2 separate regions of the Sus scrofa genome follow, and region 2 is linked to region 1. The links are chromatin contacts, called in public HiChIP or PLAC-seq maps. All regions are on one chromosome and are shown on one strand. The core of a region is the stretch at or near the end of the contact, and the rest is flanking DNA. Distances in the headings are between cores, read along the strand shown.

Region 1 (7,912 bases), core at 3,610-6,109:
GTCCCTGAGACACGGATGGGATAAACTTTGCAACTGGGATTGGATGCTGAAGGAATGCTCACAACCAAATAAAAGACATGTTACATGTGATCCAGCAAGCATGCCAGTTCCATGCAATTCAAGGTATTTAAAACCAGTAGGTCTGGTTTCACCCTCTTTTGCCAGGATATTATTTGCCTTTGTGGAAATCCTTATTCTTGGCTAAGAAATGCTAAGCTTTTAAATTTTTTTTTTACTTTTTATATAGGACTTGTAAGAAAGTTGCTACAAATAGCTTAGAATCTCAACTGAGTGGATTAGGAAAAGGGACAAATCTCCACGTTTTTCCTTAACTCTGCTTTTGCCAAATCATTTGACTAATTCCACAACCAGCTGGATCTAGAAAAGTTTGTTAGGGGAAAGAGGAAAGAAAAGGGGCTCCCCCTGGAAGGACCCCATGATAACTGCAGAACCCTGGAACAGATGGGCATGACTACAAGCTCCATATCTGCTCCAGTTTCCTGCCGCAGATTTCCAGTCCTGCCCAGCCTTCAGCCTAGGTCCAACTGGCAACAAGTGGCAAAACTGTGTCCATTCTTTCCTGCTCCATCTATCACCCCCTGGCAGCCCTCTTTCTGGCCAAGTCTCCTGGAGGGTACTGCATCAAGGAGGGCATTGCTTTACCTTAAAACCTCAACTGCTCAGAATGACCAAGAATCAGATAAAATTAACCTTGTCTCCAGCAGATGTTCTGTTCTACTTACTCACAGACCTGATGGGCAGCAGATGAATATGTGGAAAATAATCACACTTAGAAAAAATCTTATCCCAGGACCCAGATCATCCCTCAACTTCAGTCCTAAACACCTGACTTCACGCCACAGGGAGGTTGTGAGACTGGAGAGGCCCCAGGGCACTGGCTCAGCCTCTCCACTTCAGCTCCCTGCATCTCAGCTTTCAGCCGGGATGTCCCTGTTGGCTAGAGACCACAACTAGTCAAAGAGCCACCCTTCTGTCACAAGAAAAAGAATCTCAAGGTACCCTGGGCTATAGCCAGACCGAGGCTACCTCTGTCAGCCATCCTGCTACAAAAATTGAAGAAGAATTTTGGGACCCCAAACGCGAGTGTTATCAATGAATTACTTTCAGAATCTTAATCATGCAACCCCTCCAGAACTTAGAAAGAACTGGTCACTGAGCTGTTCCCTCTCATGTATTTTTGCATCTAGGCAGCATTTCTAATTCCACAAAATGCTATACAGCCCTTTTGACTCAACATTAGAAATTGGCCCATCCTTTTATTTTTTTCTTCTTCTTTTTTAGGGCCGCACCTGTGGCATATGGAAGTTCCCAGGCTAGGAGTCAAATTGGAGTTGCAGCTGCTGGCCTACACCGCAGCCACAGCGACGACAGGATCCGAACTGCATCTGCAACCTGTGTTGCCTGGTCCTTAACTCACGGAGTGAGATAGGAATTGAGCCCAAATCCTCACGGAGACTAACTGGTCACGTTCTTAACCTGCTGAGCCACAACAGAAATTCCTGGACCGTCTTTTAAGATAAGTCCTGGCCTAGTTAACAGAGTTGCAACAAAAAGGCAAAAAAAAAAAAAAAAGATTCCCAAACCAATCTTAGTCCTTTGCATGTATTCAATACCTTTCTTTTTCTTTTTCTTTTTTTTTTTTTTGTCTTTTTGCCTTTTCTAGGGCTGCTTCCCATGGCATATGGAGGTTCCCAGGCTAGGGGCCTAATCGGAGCTGCAGCCGCTGGCCTACACCACAGCCACAGCAACGTGGGATCCGAGCCGCGTCTGTGACCTACACCACAGCCCACGGCAACACCGGATTCTTAACCCACTGAGCAAGGCCAGGGATCGAACCCACAACCTCATGGTTCCTAGTCAGATTAGTTAACAAATGAGCCATGACAGGAACTCCCACCTTTCATTTATTTTTGTTTAAACTATTTTATTTTATTTCTGGCCACGCCTATGGCATGTGGAAGTTCCCAAGCCAGGGATCAAACTCACAACAGCAGTGACCCAAGCTGCAGCAGTGACAACGCCAGATCCTTAACCCAATGCACCACAAAGGAACTTCCTCAATACCTTTTACACACAACTCTACCCTCCACAGTCACCCAACAGTTGCCCAAGTCTGAGTAGGAATTTCTCCTTAAATGAAGCCTGAACGAACAGCATGGCATAAAGTCCCCTTTTTTCATGACACATCCCAAGGGAATGGAACATTATACATACTTAAATATAGAGGCAAAATGAGAATGGGTGATTAAGTTATCAAGAGCTGCTTTTCACTCAGATGCTCTCTTCAAAATCTCCTCTCAACCAAAGAACAGTGTACCTGCCAGAGAGAATTGTACCACACCACCTCCTGGCTACCAGACAGAGGCAGGCATTCCCACAGCTCTCCCTACGGAGCAGGTGGCTGCTTCCCAGGCCCCTTCACACTGTCAGCCTCTTTACATCCTCCTATCAGCACAGGTAGCTAGCCTCAACTCTACACAGCCTAGCTTCTGCCATCTCCAGAGGAAGTAAGAGGTTGTCGCAGAAGAGAAAGACTCAATCCTAAAGGGAAAGACATCCACTCTATTCACGTCCCCCTTTGGGTCTACCTCTCCTTTGGCCACACCCCAAGCAGCTGCCTGAATCATTGTTCAGGATTCAATGATGGGGCAGGCTCGTCTAATACAATGCCTGCATGAATGTGGTTCTGAACAGATTCAACTCTCAGTCAACTTTTGGTCCAGAAAGACCAGGAAGACAGGCTCTTTTCCAGAGTCCTCATAACACCTGTTTTGCCCAGAGGCAGCAGGAAGAGACAGGTTGCAAACAGGAATGTTAAATGAGAAAAGACCATTCCCATCCCAGGGGCAGCCCGTCTGAACACAGGTCTGGTCTTAACAGAGCTGCTTGAGGGTTACTCTCAGCTTCCCTGAGGAACTACTACCTAAATCTTGAAGCGGGGGGCCACAAAGCTCCTCTTAATATCCCACTGCAGGATCCTCCCTGTCCAAGTCCCAGCTCTTCACCATTTACTGCAGGCTCCTTCGATTCTGAGCCAAACCATGGATCTCCCTTGACCCTGCCTGCCTCTGTGCTAGCCAGTGACCTAAAGCAAAGCAGCTGCGGAACCCAGAGGAAGCTCTGCATGGAGAAAGAGAACTATGCAGAGTAAGCACAAAGTTTATCAGGAAAAGTTTCTCCGCCAAACTTCAAACGCTAAAGCACTGCACTGATATGATGTCTGAGCTCATAGGGAAGGAATCAAAAGGAGACCTCCTCCTCATCCCTTCGCAAGCGCAATGCTCACAACTTGCTCCCCTCCTAAGCCACAGACCCACACCCGCCCCTACCCTATGCAGTCTCCTGCCCTCTGAGCTCCTCCAGCCGCGCTGCTCCAAAGCCTTCTCAGATGCTCCCCAGGCCCCGCCTCGCCTCCCTCATCCCACTTCAGCCGCCCCCCACCCCGCCCGGGCTTCCCCTCGCCCTCTAATGACCCCCTACAGGCGCCCCCTCCTTTCACCACGTTTACAGTTCCCTCTCTCCTGTCGTATGCGCCCCCCTGCTCCTACCCACACCCCAATTCACTCTATTCTCCTAATCCCAGTTTACCCTGCATCCACCCCCCTCGTTAACCCTTCGCTACCCAAAGGCTTCGTTAACCCCTTTGTCCCCATTCCTAACTTGAGCCTTAACTTCTTCCCTCTCAGCAGGAAGCCCTCCTTCCAAGTGCTTTAACCATTCTCCTTCCCCCTCCTCTTCCCCGCAAACTACTTCGCCCTCGGCGCTTTAACCCTTCCCAGCCCGCCCCTGTCCATCTCCCCACGGCCCAAGACATACCAGTACTTGACGATAGCGGTAACCTGGAGCGGGTTCGGCTGGTCAGGGTAAAGGCGGCGGCACTCTCCGTAGATGGCGTGCAGTCCCGGGGGGAAGAGAGAGGCGAAGGCCGGAGGGCAGTAGGGCCAGGGGCCGGGGGCGCAGCGGGGCCGGGGGCACCGCTAGGCCGCAACTCCGCCATCGGGGCGCGTAGGGCGCTGGGGGGACCGGGGAGGGCAGACGACGGGGAGAGCGCTGACGCGCCAGCAGGCGGACTCCCTGGGTGCGACTCCCGGAGGCGATGGGGGCTGCAGCGAGGTCTAAGCTCCGCGCCTGCGCAAGGCGCACCGTCCGCCCAGGCAAGCGACGGCCAGAGGGTGCCTCGGGGGCCGCGGGGCGCTCAGGGGGGCGGGGCGGCGGCGCGCCCTATTCCGACATCCATTGGCTAGTATCTTTGCCAGTCACAGGTGGGAAAGGCGTGACTTGACAATAGGTCCCGCCTCCCTCTCCCTGTTTAAGGGGTGTCCCGAAGCTCTTGGCCTCCCCTAGTGTTAGGAGGAACTCAGGTTTAAATAGAGATGCTGGCGCGTCTTTCTGAGGTGCTAGGGTCGCACCAAAGCGCTGGGAAGTGCGTGGGTAAAGGGCTTGTAATTGTTCTGCGGTCACTCTAAGAAGGATTGTTAAACAAATCTGGCAATGGATTGATTCATTCGTTCGTGTAGCATTAGTTTTAACAGTAAAAATCTGAATGTTTCCTACCGTCTTTGAATGTCCATTGACCAGATTGACACCAACACCGCCAAACTCGAGGGTCATATGTTGAAATATCTATTTTGAATTTCTGCTAGAAAGTAACAGGACTTAGATAAATTAGGATCGATTAAATATCCTGACTAAAGGGTCAGGACTATTAACTAAAGGGTCCTTGCAACTTGAAGGGCGGGAGGAAATACTCTAGACACTGGGCTCAATTAGAAAGCAGTGATGGAGTTCCCGTCGTGGCTCACTGGTTAACGAGCCCGACTAGTATCCATGAGGACTCGGGTTCGATCCCTGACCTTGGTCAGTGGGTTAAGGATCTGGTGTTGCCGTGAGCTGTGGCGTAGATCACAGACTGGGCTCGGATCCTGGGTTGCTGTGGCTGTGAAATAGGCTGGCAGCTACAGCTCCAATTCAACCCCCAGCCTGGGAACGTTCACATGCCGCGAGTGCGGCGCTGAAAAGACCAAAAAAAAAAAAAAGAAAGGAAGAAAAAAATAGAACCTCTTTTCGCTTCCATTTTCTCATTCATCAATGTGAATCCTTATGAAAATTAAAGATATGCTAGAGCAGTTCCTGAAGCTGGAAGATGAACGTCGTTTTAATGGCCAAAATATCATCTATACCAGTAGCGCCAAATGCCAGTCTTTAGATCAATGTTAGCATGTTGCATTACAACTATCCAGGAAAAAAATGCAAAAATCAACAAAAATGTTCTTTTACCGCAAAAGCAAATTTTATGTAATTTAAACTACTTTCCTCTATTCTCTGAATATGTTCCTCCCTGTGTATTTGTGTGTATTAGAAGTTACTTTTATTAGAGTGCTATAGTGATATATGTTTGTTTTTTTTTTTTTTTTTTTTTTTTTTTTTGGCTTTTTTTTTGTTGTTGTTGTTGCTATTTCTTGGGCCGCTCCCGCGGCATATGGAGGTTCCCAGGCTAGGGGTCCAATCAGAGCTGTAGCCACCGGCCTACGCCAGAGCCACAGCAACGCGGGATCCGAGCCGCGTCTGCGACCTACACCACAGCTCACGGCAACGCTGGATCGTTAACCCACTGAGCAAGGGCAGGGATCGAACCCGCAACCTCATGGTTCCTAGTCGGATTCGTTAACCACTGCGCCACGATGGGAACTCCATGATATATGTTTGTTAATGTCTTATAGACCCATATAAAAATATGGCAACCTTACGTTGTCCAGGGGAAGTGGTGGAGAGTGGCAGGACTGATCTGTAAAAGCCAAACATCCACAAGTTACTGATCAATCCAAACCGAACTACAGACAAATACTACATACTTCAGGAGGCACTGGGAATCCCTCCCAATGGACTACAGATTCTGGTAGGCAATGCAATCAGCGTCCCTTTCTATTTAATCTATAGAGACTACAAAGCCCAACACACCGTGCGCCGGAAACGCGATGCCGTGTCACTTACACTAGGCGGGGCTCCGAAGCAGCTAAATACAATGCAGAGCCTTCTGGGTATTGTAGTTCTTCGAAAGCGAGGTCGGGCCGCTCCCTGGCCGTCCGGTACTGGAGGCCAGACTGCGCATGCGTTTCAGTGGCGTTAGCGGCAGACCGGTCTGGCAGTTCCTTCCTCGGAAGGAGAGATTCCTCTGCCATGGAGTCCTACGATGTGATCGCCAACCAGCCTGTCGTGATCGACAACGTGAGTTGCATCCCCCTAGAGGGACTTATGCTCTCCTCCTCGAAGGGATCGCTTCCCGGGTTTCAGCCTGGGCCGCCGGTTCTTTGTCACTGGCCCGGCCTGTCAGGCGGGTTCAGCCGCCGCCGCCTCCTTCCTCCCCCGACCCGTAATCCACAGGCAGGGCGGGCCAGCCGGCCATCAAGCATGGGATGGAGAACCCTGGGATGGATAAAGGGAAGGGTTATAGTCCGAGCCGGGTCCTTGGGCCCCTGGCTAGAGGGGCCTTAACCTCTCTGTGAGAGCCCGGCGTCCGCCCCGTCCCAGCTTCCGATAACTCTATAGGCTGTTCTGGCTGTCCATCTTGGCCAATGACCCCGCCTCTGGGCCTTGCCGGATGAGGGCAGCCCTCTGCAGTGATTGGCTCGCTCTCCTGCCTTTCTTCCCGGCCGCCATAGTATTTCCCCCCTTTAAGGGGCGGGGCGGCGCTCGAGGGCCGTGGGGATTGGTTTCGGGGCCTCGGAGTGGTGGGGCCTGACCCGCTAGGGCCCGCCCGGGAGTGGAGAAGGGCTAAGCTTCCTTCGGTCCCCAGACGGGCCCGCGGCTTGGCGGTATGTTTGGGTGGGGCTCGAATGTGTGGTGCCAGAAATGGCCTTAGGATTTCAGTTATTTCTGTGATTTTAAATTACAACGTTAATAAATGTTGAGAAGAAAGGGGAGTGACAAAGCAAGTAGGGGGTTACCTTTCTCTTCGAAACGCCTAGTTGCTGTGGAAAAAAAAATAACTAAACGTATTTGCCAGGCGCTGTAGCGCTTACACAGGGGTTTCACATGCATTCAAATTGGATCCTCACCAATTTGAGGTGGATAGTTAAAGCAGGACGTTTGATCCTCGTTTTACGAATGAGAAAACTGAAGCGCGAAGAGGTGAAGTGAGCCCAAGGTCGCACAGTAGTGGTGCCCTAAATCCAGTGCTTTATCCGCTATTCTTCTTGCTAGTACCCATGCAGGTGCATCAATAGTGACAAATGGAAAGAATCTAAATACTGCTCTTATTTTTGGCGGAGAGAAGCAGTTGTATAAAACTGAATTTCTGTCTTTCCACGGAAAGGTTGGGTTGATACCTTTCTGTTCCTCTTCTAAGTCCCTCCATTGAGGCACAATTGCCAGTTTCCTTTGTCCTAAGCTGACTGTCACATTCACTCTGCTGATTCAGCCCTTGGGATCTTTGGCACGTTGCAAGGTCCTTTAACTTGCATCATCTTTTGTGTGTGTGTCTTTTTAGGGCCGACCTGCGGCAGATGGAGGTTCCTAGGCTAGTGGCTGAATAGGAGCTGTAGCTGCTGGCCTACACCACAGCCATGACAATGCTGGGATCAGAGCTGCATCTGCGACCTACACCACAGCTCACGCAAGCCGGATCCTTAACCCACTGAGCCAGGCCAGGGATCCAACCTGCATCCTCATGGATGCTATTCAGATTCGTTTTCCCTAGACAGGAACTCCTGAATCTTCTTTAGGCTTCAACTCTGATAGGTAGTTAGGGCTTACTAGTCCCAATTGAAATATGAAGAAAAATGAGGCTTGGGGAGGTTAAATAACAAACAGTATTCAAACCAGCTGGGTTATGAGTTGAGGTGCCAAGACTCAGATTAAGACTGGGTTCTAAATTCCTCATTTTTTCCAATGA
Region 2 (7,912 bases), core at 3,735-6,234, 62 kb before region 1:
GAACATAGTGGCAGTGACGGCCAGGAGCCACCCAGTGTCATAGAATCATCTTCATAGAGGACGGCCATGAAGCAAAATAAGGAGACCTCGTGACCCAGAAATCGCACTTTAGAAATGTATCTGAGATCACAGAACATGGTTGCCAAGACATACATACCCAGATGCTCCTTAGAGAATTGTTTAAAGTGGGGAAAGCTGGAAACTATCCGTAAGTTCATCAAGAAAGGTCTGTTTATACTGGAGGAGTCTGTTATCTTACTATTTGAGATACTGTGATAGAATAAGAAATACGTATTTTGGGTTTTGTCCCTGGCTCTTAGAACTCCTAAAACCTTCATTATTTCTTAAGCAGAATGGTGCTAAAAGCATCTTTTGCTCTTCATCTTTGAACCCAGTTTTTGACACAGGAACTCCTAAATCCCTTGGAATTTCCTGGAGGATAGCAGCATCTTTTGTTCTAATAAGGTGACTCTTGGTGAGATCCTGGATAGCTTCAGAATGGGGGCTAGTCTTTGAAAGAGTCAAGCCATAATTAGAAGCTTGGAACATTCAGCCTCATCCCCACCCTCCAGGAAGGGGAAAGGCTCTGGAAACTGACTTAATAATTGATCATGTATATGTGATAAAGCCTTGATAAGAGAGTATGGGATTGAGAGACCTTCTGGGTTGGTGACCTTGGGGAGGTGCTGGGAGCATGGCACACCTGGAGAAGGCATGTAAGTTCTGGGCCCCTTCCCACATACCATGCTCTGTGCATATCTTCCATCTGGTTGTTCCTGAGTAGCATCCTTTCTATCTTTGTTTTTACTCAGATATAATTGAAATATAACATTACATTAGTTTTGGGTATATAACACAATGGTTCAACATCTGTATATATTACAAAATGATCACATTAAGTCCAGTTAATATCACCCATCACCATACATTGTAACAAAATTTGTTTTTCTTCTGATGAGAACGTTTAATATCTCCTCTTTTAACAACTTTCAAATATACAGTATTATTAACTATAGTTACCATGTTGTATAATATACCCCCATGACTTATTTTTTATTTTTTTGCTTTTAAGGGCCACACCCACGGCATATGGAGGTTCTCAGGCTAGGGGTCCAATTGGAGCTACAGCTGCCGGCCTACACCACAGCTCACGGCAACGCCGGATCCTCAATCTACTGAGTGAGGCCAGGGATCAAATCCGTGTCCTGATGGTTCCTAGTCGGATTCGTTTCCACTGTGCCATGAAGGGAACTCCCTTATTTTATAACTGGAAGTTTGTACCTTCTGACCACCTTGACCCATTTCACCCATTCTTCAAACCCCTGCCTCCAACAGTTACTAATATGTTCTCTGCATCTGTGAGTGGTTTTTTTTGGGGGGTAGGGGGCTGGTTCCATATATAAGTGAGATCCTACCATCTGATATAGTTCTCTTATAATATTCTCAAGATCCACCCATGTTATTGCAAATGGCAAGATTTCTTCCCTTTTTATGGCTGAACAACACTTCACTGTACATATGCACCACATTTTCTTCACTTATTCATCTACCGATGGACACTTAGGTTGCTTCCATGTCGTAAATAATGCTGCAACTGAGTTGTATCCTGTTATAATAAGCCAGTCATCTGAGTTCTGTGAGCTGTTACAGCAAATTATCAAACCCTAGAAGAGGGTCATGGGAATCTCAATTTATAGACAGTTGGTCAGAAGGACAGCTGACAACCTGGGACTTGTGCCTGGTGTCTGAAGTGGGAGCAGTCTTATGAGACTGAGCCCTTACTTGTGGGATCTGATGCTAACTCCAGGTAAAGAGTGTCAGAACTGGGAGCATGCCTTTATTTACTAGATGGGATGCAGCCCAATTCATGAATCATTGAATAGAGCCAGTTAGATCTTTAAAAAAAAAAAAAAAAAAAAGGAGTCACCAAAATGTTGGCGCTCAGACGTGAGGTTGGGGCTGACCTGGGGGCTGCAGGTGTGGGGCCGGTGGGAGCTGGGGACGTGCCCAAGGACACCAAGATGCCAACATACACACATGGTCAGTCCAGTCCTTCTTTAGGAGATGCAAAACTCAGAAAACCAAAGGTCATCGAAATTACAGAAAAAAAACTTGACTATCTTAGAAAAGACTTTAACTATATATGGAACAGTGACCTTTGGAACAACAGCTAGTTTCTCTGGAATGTTGGCAAATTTAATTTTCAGACATTGCTTCAAGGTTAAACATGATGGTTTGAAGACATGTGCATCATTGACTATGCTTCCATTTTTGCTACAATAGTTGCTTATAAGCTTCTTGTAACAGATGCTTTGTATTCAGGTAATATAAGCCGGGAAAATTGTGTTCTGAGAAGTTCACTGATTGGCATAGCTTGCCGTGTTTTATATCCCACTGCTTTGGCTTCTTCTGAAAATGGACATCTGGCAATCAAGTATCAAACTGTTCCACTGCCACCCAAAGGAAGGGTTTTACTCCACTGGCTGCTGCTTTGTCACGCAGAGATAAAAGCAATGGTGATTCCCCTCCTCCTTCAGACAATCTTTGGAGTATTTCATGGTCTATAGCATTATGTGATTTTTGAAAAGTACACTTGAGAAAACTGTACATTAAGATTAACCAATAGGAGTTCCTCCTGTGGCTCAGCAGTAATGAACCCAACTAGTATCATGAGGAGCGGGTTCAACCCATGGCCTCGCTCAGTGGGTTAAGGATCTGGCGTTGCTGTGGCTGTGGTGTAGGCTGGCAGCTGAAGCTCTGATTTGACCCCTGGCCTGGGAACTTTCCAAGAATGAATGGATTCTCTATCAGCAGACTGGGCATTTTTATGCTAAGGACTCAGGCATTGCTGAAAGAGTTAGAAGTAGTTCTGGACAGTTTCTGTTCCTTTTTTCTGGCATTCAGCAGGTACTCAATAAATATTCAGTAAGTGAAAAAAAAGAGGATGAAGAACTGAACTGAATAGTAGGACACCTAGTTGGGGGTCTGCAGAAAATTGGAGAGTTGCTTAGAGTGGAAAAACCCACACAACTAGTCACATAAGTAGAGTAATAAGAGGAAAATAGTGCATTTTCCTTTCACTATCATAAAATGGAACACTGTACAACCTTTACAAACACAGCTACTGATCGCTATGCACTTAGAAAGACTGTGACATAATGCTAGTGAAGAAAACATGCTGGAGTTCCTGTCATGGTGCAATGGAAACGAATCTGAGTAGGAACCATGAGGTTGCAGGTTCAATTCCTGGCCTCGCTCAGTGGGTTAAGGATCTGGTGTTGCCAGGAGCTCTGGTGTAGGTCGCAGATGCGGCTCAGATCTGACATTGCTGGGGCTGTGGGGTAGGACAGCAGCTGTAGCTCCTATTGGACCCCTGGCCTGGGAACCTCCACATGCTGCAGGTGCAGCCCTAAAAGGCAAAAAAAAAAAAAAGAAAAGAAAGAAAAAAAGAAAGCATGCTAATATATACAGTATTGTCAATAAAACTGTAATTCTTTTTATGTGAAGAGACATCTCTCTAGAATGATGTCACCAAATATTAAGAGTGGATGTCTCAGGGGCTGAGATTTGATACTGTTTACTTCTCATTTTCTTTTTTAAAAAATTTATTTATTTATTTTTCTTTTTTGGTTGCCCCATGGCACATGGAGTTCCCGAGCCAGGATCAGATCCACGTCACAGTTGTGATCTATGCTGCAGCTGTGGCAACGCTGGATCTTTAACCCACTGTGCCAGGCCAGGGAGTGAACCTTCATCCTAGCGCTGTAGAGACACTGCTGACAGCGCTGGGACAAAGGTTCATTTTTCAGTTTCGATTATATTTTTCATTTTCTATTATATCCTTAGTTAAATTACAAAGTAATATAGGCTTTTTATTATTTTTTCATTTTCGATTATATTTTTCATTTTTGATTATATCTTTAATTAAATTACAAAGTAATAGAGATTTTTATTATATTTTTCATTTTCAATTATATTTTTCATTTTTGATTATATCCTTAATTAGACTACAAAGTAATATAGGCTTTTTTTTAATTCTTTTTTTTCCCATTTTTTTATTACTCAAATGAATTTATCACATCTGTAGTTGTATAATGATCATAACAATCTGATTTCATAGGATTTCCATCCCACAGTAATATAGGCACATCCCCCAGTAATATAGGCTTTTTATAAGAAATTCAAACAACAGACAAGTGTATAAACTGAAAAATGAAACACTCTTTTCTTATATATATATCATCAAATTAATACTTTTTTCATATTTTTTAAAGTAAAAATGCATGCCCACTCTACCCATGGTTGTGACTTACTTTTTTCACATTTTCCACATTGCTTACATTTTTTAAAAACATTTTTTCAACTGGAAAAACAATAACGTTATTTTTTGTTTGGAGGAATAAAAGTGCCTTAGCCAAGACAGATAACAATGCATGTGTGACCTGAGTGGCCCAGTAAAGAGAGGCATAGGACAATGGCCTTCTGTGTTCGGGTCACCAGGCTGGCCAGTGCAGGTGGGGACCCAGATATGCCCAGTCAGCCCAGGAAGTTGATAAGTGTCCTGTTCTCCCTAAAGCTTCAAACCCAAAGAGGAACTGTTACAGCTAGGAGCGGGGCTCAGGAAACCACAGACACTGGATTGCACCTGTCCCAGAAACACCCGCCCTGTGCCAGTGCAGTGTCCCGGGTTGCAGCTTCCACTGGGCCAAGCTGGACAAGGCTGAGGACAGCCACTGACTGCCGTTTTGGAGGCCCCATGCCAGTTTGCCAGCAAAACAACCATGCCCTAGGTTTGCTGCAACCTCTCCTGAAAAAGCACCCAAGTTCTTTTCTCTTTTCGTCCTATGATTCCAGTTTCAATTGTCATGTGCCTGGAGAAGGGCTCTGCAAGGAGTCAGAAATACTTCTGGAACATTATCAGAGCTGCACAGGGAAGAACAGGCCAGTTGCCTGGTCCCTGAGTCCTGGAGAGAAACCAAACAAGCCTGTCACACGTCTCTCTGAAAGTCAAGAAGACAGGCCTGACTATGGAGACCCAATGCCAGAGGGGCCAGAGCAGAGCTGTGTCTGGCTTAGGAGAAGCATTTATTTCCCACAGAGAGAGCTATTAAAAAATTGAGCAAGGGAGTTCCTGTTGTGGCACAGCAGTAACGAACCCGACCAGGATCCATGGGGACATAGGTTTGATCCCTGGCCTCGCTCAGTGGGTTAAGGATCTGGCATTGGAGCTGTGATGTAGGCTGGTAGCTACAATTCTGATTTGACTCCTAGTCTGAGAACTTCCATATGCTGCAGTTTCAGCCCCAAAAAGCAAAAGGAAGGAAGGAAGGAAGGAAGGAAGGAAGGGAAAAGAAAGAAAGAAAGAAAAGAAAGAAAGAGAGAAAGAGGAGTTCCCGTGGTGGCACAGTGGTTAACGAATCCAACTAGGAACCATGAGGTTGCGGGTTCGGTCCCTGCCCTTGCTCAGTGGGTTAACGATCTGGCCTTGCCGTGAGCTGTGGTGTAGGTTCCCGTGTTGCTGTGGCTGTGGCGTAGGCCAGCAGCTACAGCTCCGATTCGACCGCTAGCCTGGGAACCTCCATGTGCCGTGGGAGCGGCCCAAGAAATAGCAAAAAGACAAAAAACAAAAAACAAAAAAAAAAAAAAGGAAGGAAGGAAGAAAGAAAGGAAGAAAGGAAGGAAGGAAGAAAGAAACTGTAAGAAATAGCAAGTCAAAGCTATTCCAGTAATTGCAGAAGGAAGCACAACCTAGGGTGGTGACTTGTCCCATGGTTCTGGCCTGGGACTGCTTCTCAGGGTTCACGTTCTGTTCTCTGGGAAGTTCTTTGAAAAATTTAGTCATAGTTATCCTTTTGGTCCTTCTTTTCTGATAATAAAATTCATGTTTGTGCAGAAAATTCTAAACTGGCAGAAAGGCACCAAAAGGAAAATGTCAGTGACTCATAACCCCAATGACCAAAGATGGGCTTTGTGGTTATCTTCATGTGTCGCCTCCAGGTGTCTATGCGGATGGCTACATACTGTTAACAGGATTAGGACCCAGTTCTATTTAGAGATATAATATCCTGCTTTTTTTTTTTTTTTTCTTTTAAGCCTATTTCCTTTTTTTCTGCAAGTGCTTCTTCCTCTTCTTTTTTTTTTTTTTTTGGTCCTTTTGCCATTTCTTGGGCTGCTCCCTCGGCATATGGAGGGTCCCAGGCTAGGGGTTGAATCAGAGCTGCAGCCACTGGGCTACACCACAGCCATAGCAACACGGGATCTGGCCGAGTCTGCAACCTACACCACAGCTCATGGCAATGCCGGATCCTTAACCCACTGAGCGAGGCCAGGGATTGAACCTGTGTCCTCATGGATGCTAGTTGAGTTTGTTAACTTCTGAGCCATGACAGGAACTCCCTGCAAGTGCTTCTTAAATGACAACATAAAAAATATTAATTGCTTCCGTGTATTAGGCCCGGTGCTGTCCTAGGGACACTCACATTATTATGAAGTAGATATCCTGATTACTCCATTTCACAAATGAAGCAGCCAAGTCTTTTTTTCTTTTTTTTTTTTTTTTTGTCTTTTTAGGGCAGCACCAGCAGCATATGGAGGTTCCCAGCCTAGGGGTGGAATCAGAGCTGTGGCCACTGGCCTACGCCACATCAATGCCAGATCCAAGCTATGTCTGTGACCTACACCATAGCTCACCACAATGCCGGATCCTTAACCCACTGCATGAGGCCAGGGCCAGGGATCGAACCTGTGTCTTCATGGATGCTAGTCAGATTCATCTCCACTGAGCCATGACAGGAACTCCCAAGATGTTCAGTTTTGACCCAAATGCCACAGGTCCTACAGGTCCCACATGGCCCAAGTGGCAGCCTATCTCTAGGGCTCCTGCCCCGATTAGTGCTTTTCTCCAGCCTTCTTCATTGAACGTTTTATCATGAGCCATTTCCAGTCACCAAACGGGCTTTATCTCCTATAAAGGTGCTGGGTCTACTCCTAACTCTTCGGCTGCTCTATTTACCAGAGGCCTTCACTGCTCCCTGCAGGGAGCATCCTTGAAATGCAGGTGCTAGAGACAAAGCAGCCACATTCTGCTGAAGAGCCAACCAAATAAGACTCAACAGGGGGCCAGAAAAGAGAACTAGGCTGAGAACTAATGTCCTAGCTTAACAGCTGTTATCAAATAACTCCTTTCCACAAAGAAGCTCAGAGCCTTTCATGCAGTTCTCCAAGTAAATACAGACTCGTGGAAGATAAAGGAATTTGCCTCAAATCGTGCAGCAGCTCAGTAGGAAATGCATTCCCCCTCCCCCAACAAAGCTCTAGGTGCTGTGATCCTTCTGTCATGGACCAGGGCACAGGCCCCAGCTAAGGCGATTCATTTCAGAGGACCTCTGGATCTATCACACAGACAAAGACAGCCACCTCTCCACTTGGGTAGTTATCAGAAGTGGAAAATGCTCTCTAAGTCAGAAGTCGGCTGACTTTTCCAGTGAAAGGCCAGCTATCAAATATTTTAGGCTTTGAGGGACATAGAGTCTCTGATACAACTATTCAACTCTGCTGCTGCAGCACAGACACAAAAAGCCTAGATAACATGTAACTCGTGTGTCTGTGGTCCAATAAAATTTTATTTGCAAAAACAGGTGTCTATCAGGATTTGACCTGCAGGCTGTACTTCACCAACTTCTGTTTTTTGGATTTGAGTCGTCCCTCAAAAAAACTCTATAGAGTTAGATATTGGATAGGTGATAATTTACATGCAAACCACTTAAATTTTAGGCCAGAAGATCATTTCTGAGGGGCTGATCTGTTTTACTGCAGTGGAGTAGAAACACAATCTCTCAACCATTAATCTAAAATCTTAGGAAAGCGCCGAGAAATCAGAGATTGTTGTGCCTTATGGTTGGTCAGTATTAGT

Evidence for each region. HiChIP or PLAC-seq counts read pairs in DNA pulled down with a chosen protein or histone mark.
Region 2: an H3K27ac HiChIP or PLAC-seq map of skeletal muscle shows a contact between it and region 1. The contact joins the enhancer-like site here to the promoter of SUFU in region 1. A contact is called at or near these places in 2 of 5 promoter capture datasets (liver and skeletal muscle), 6 of 47 Hi-C or Micro-C datasets (blood, embryonic fibroblasts, liver and 2 more) and 2 of 2 datasets of contacts at active chromatin or transcription factors (alveolar macrophages and skeletal muscle).

What each region holds. Positions count from the first base shown.
Region 1 is chr14:113,496,948-113,504,859 of Sscrofa11.1, reverse strand. SUFU (suppressor of fused homolog) reads right to left here and starts at 4,859. Exons shown (of 14, transcript XM_021072750.1): 1 at 3,958-4,859; 2 at 3,838-3,955. The coding sequence starts at 4,018. It overlaps ACTR1A (alpha-centractin), which reads left to right and starts at 6,066. Exons shown (of 11, transcript XM_001928877.5): 1 at 6,066-6,246. The coding sequence starts at 6,199.
Region 2 is chr14:113,558,908-113,566,819 of Sscrofa11.1, reverse strand. The region is part of intron 5 of SUFU (suppressor of fused homolog); the gene reads right to left. It also overlaps the pseudogene LOC100738685. Among named protein-coding and RNA genes, the nearest start is that of SUFU, 63 kb to the right of the region's middle. Within about 2 kb of position 4,984, at least 12 of the 83 cell types and tissues checked have an H3K27ac peak or open chromatin away from gene starts, as enhancers often do. A contact at or near this core is called in liver and skeletal muscle, where this site is marked.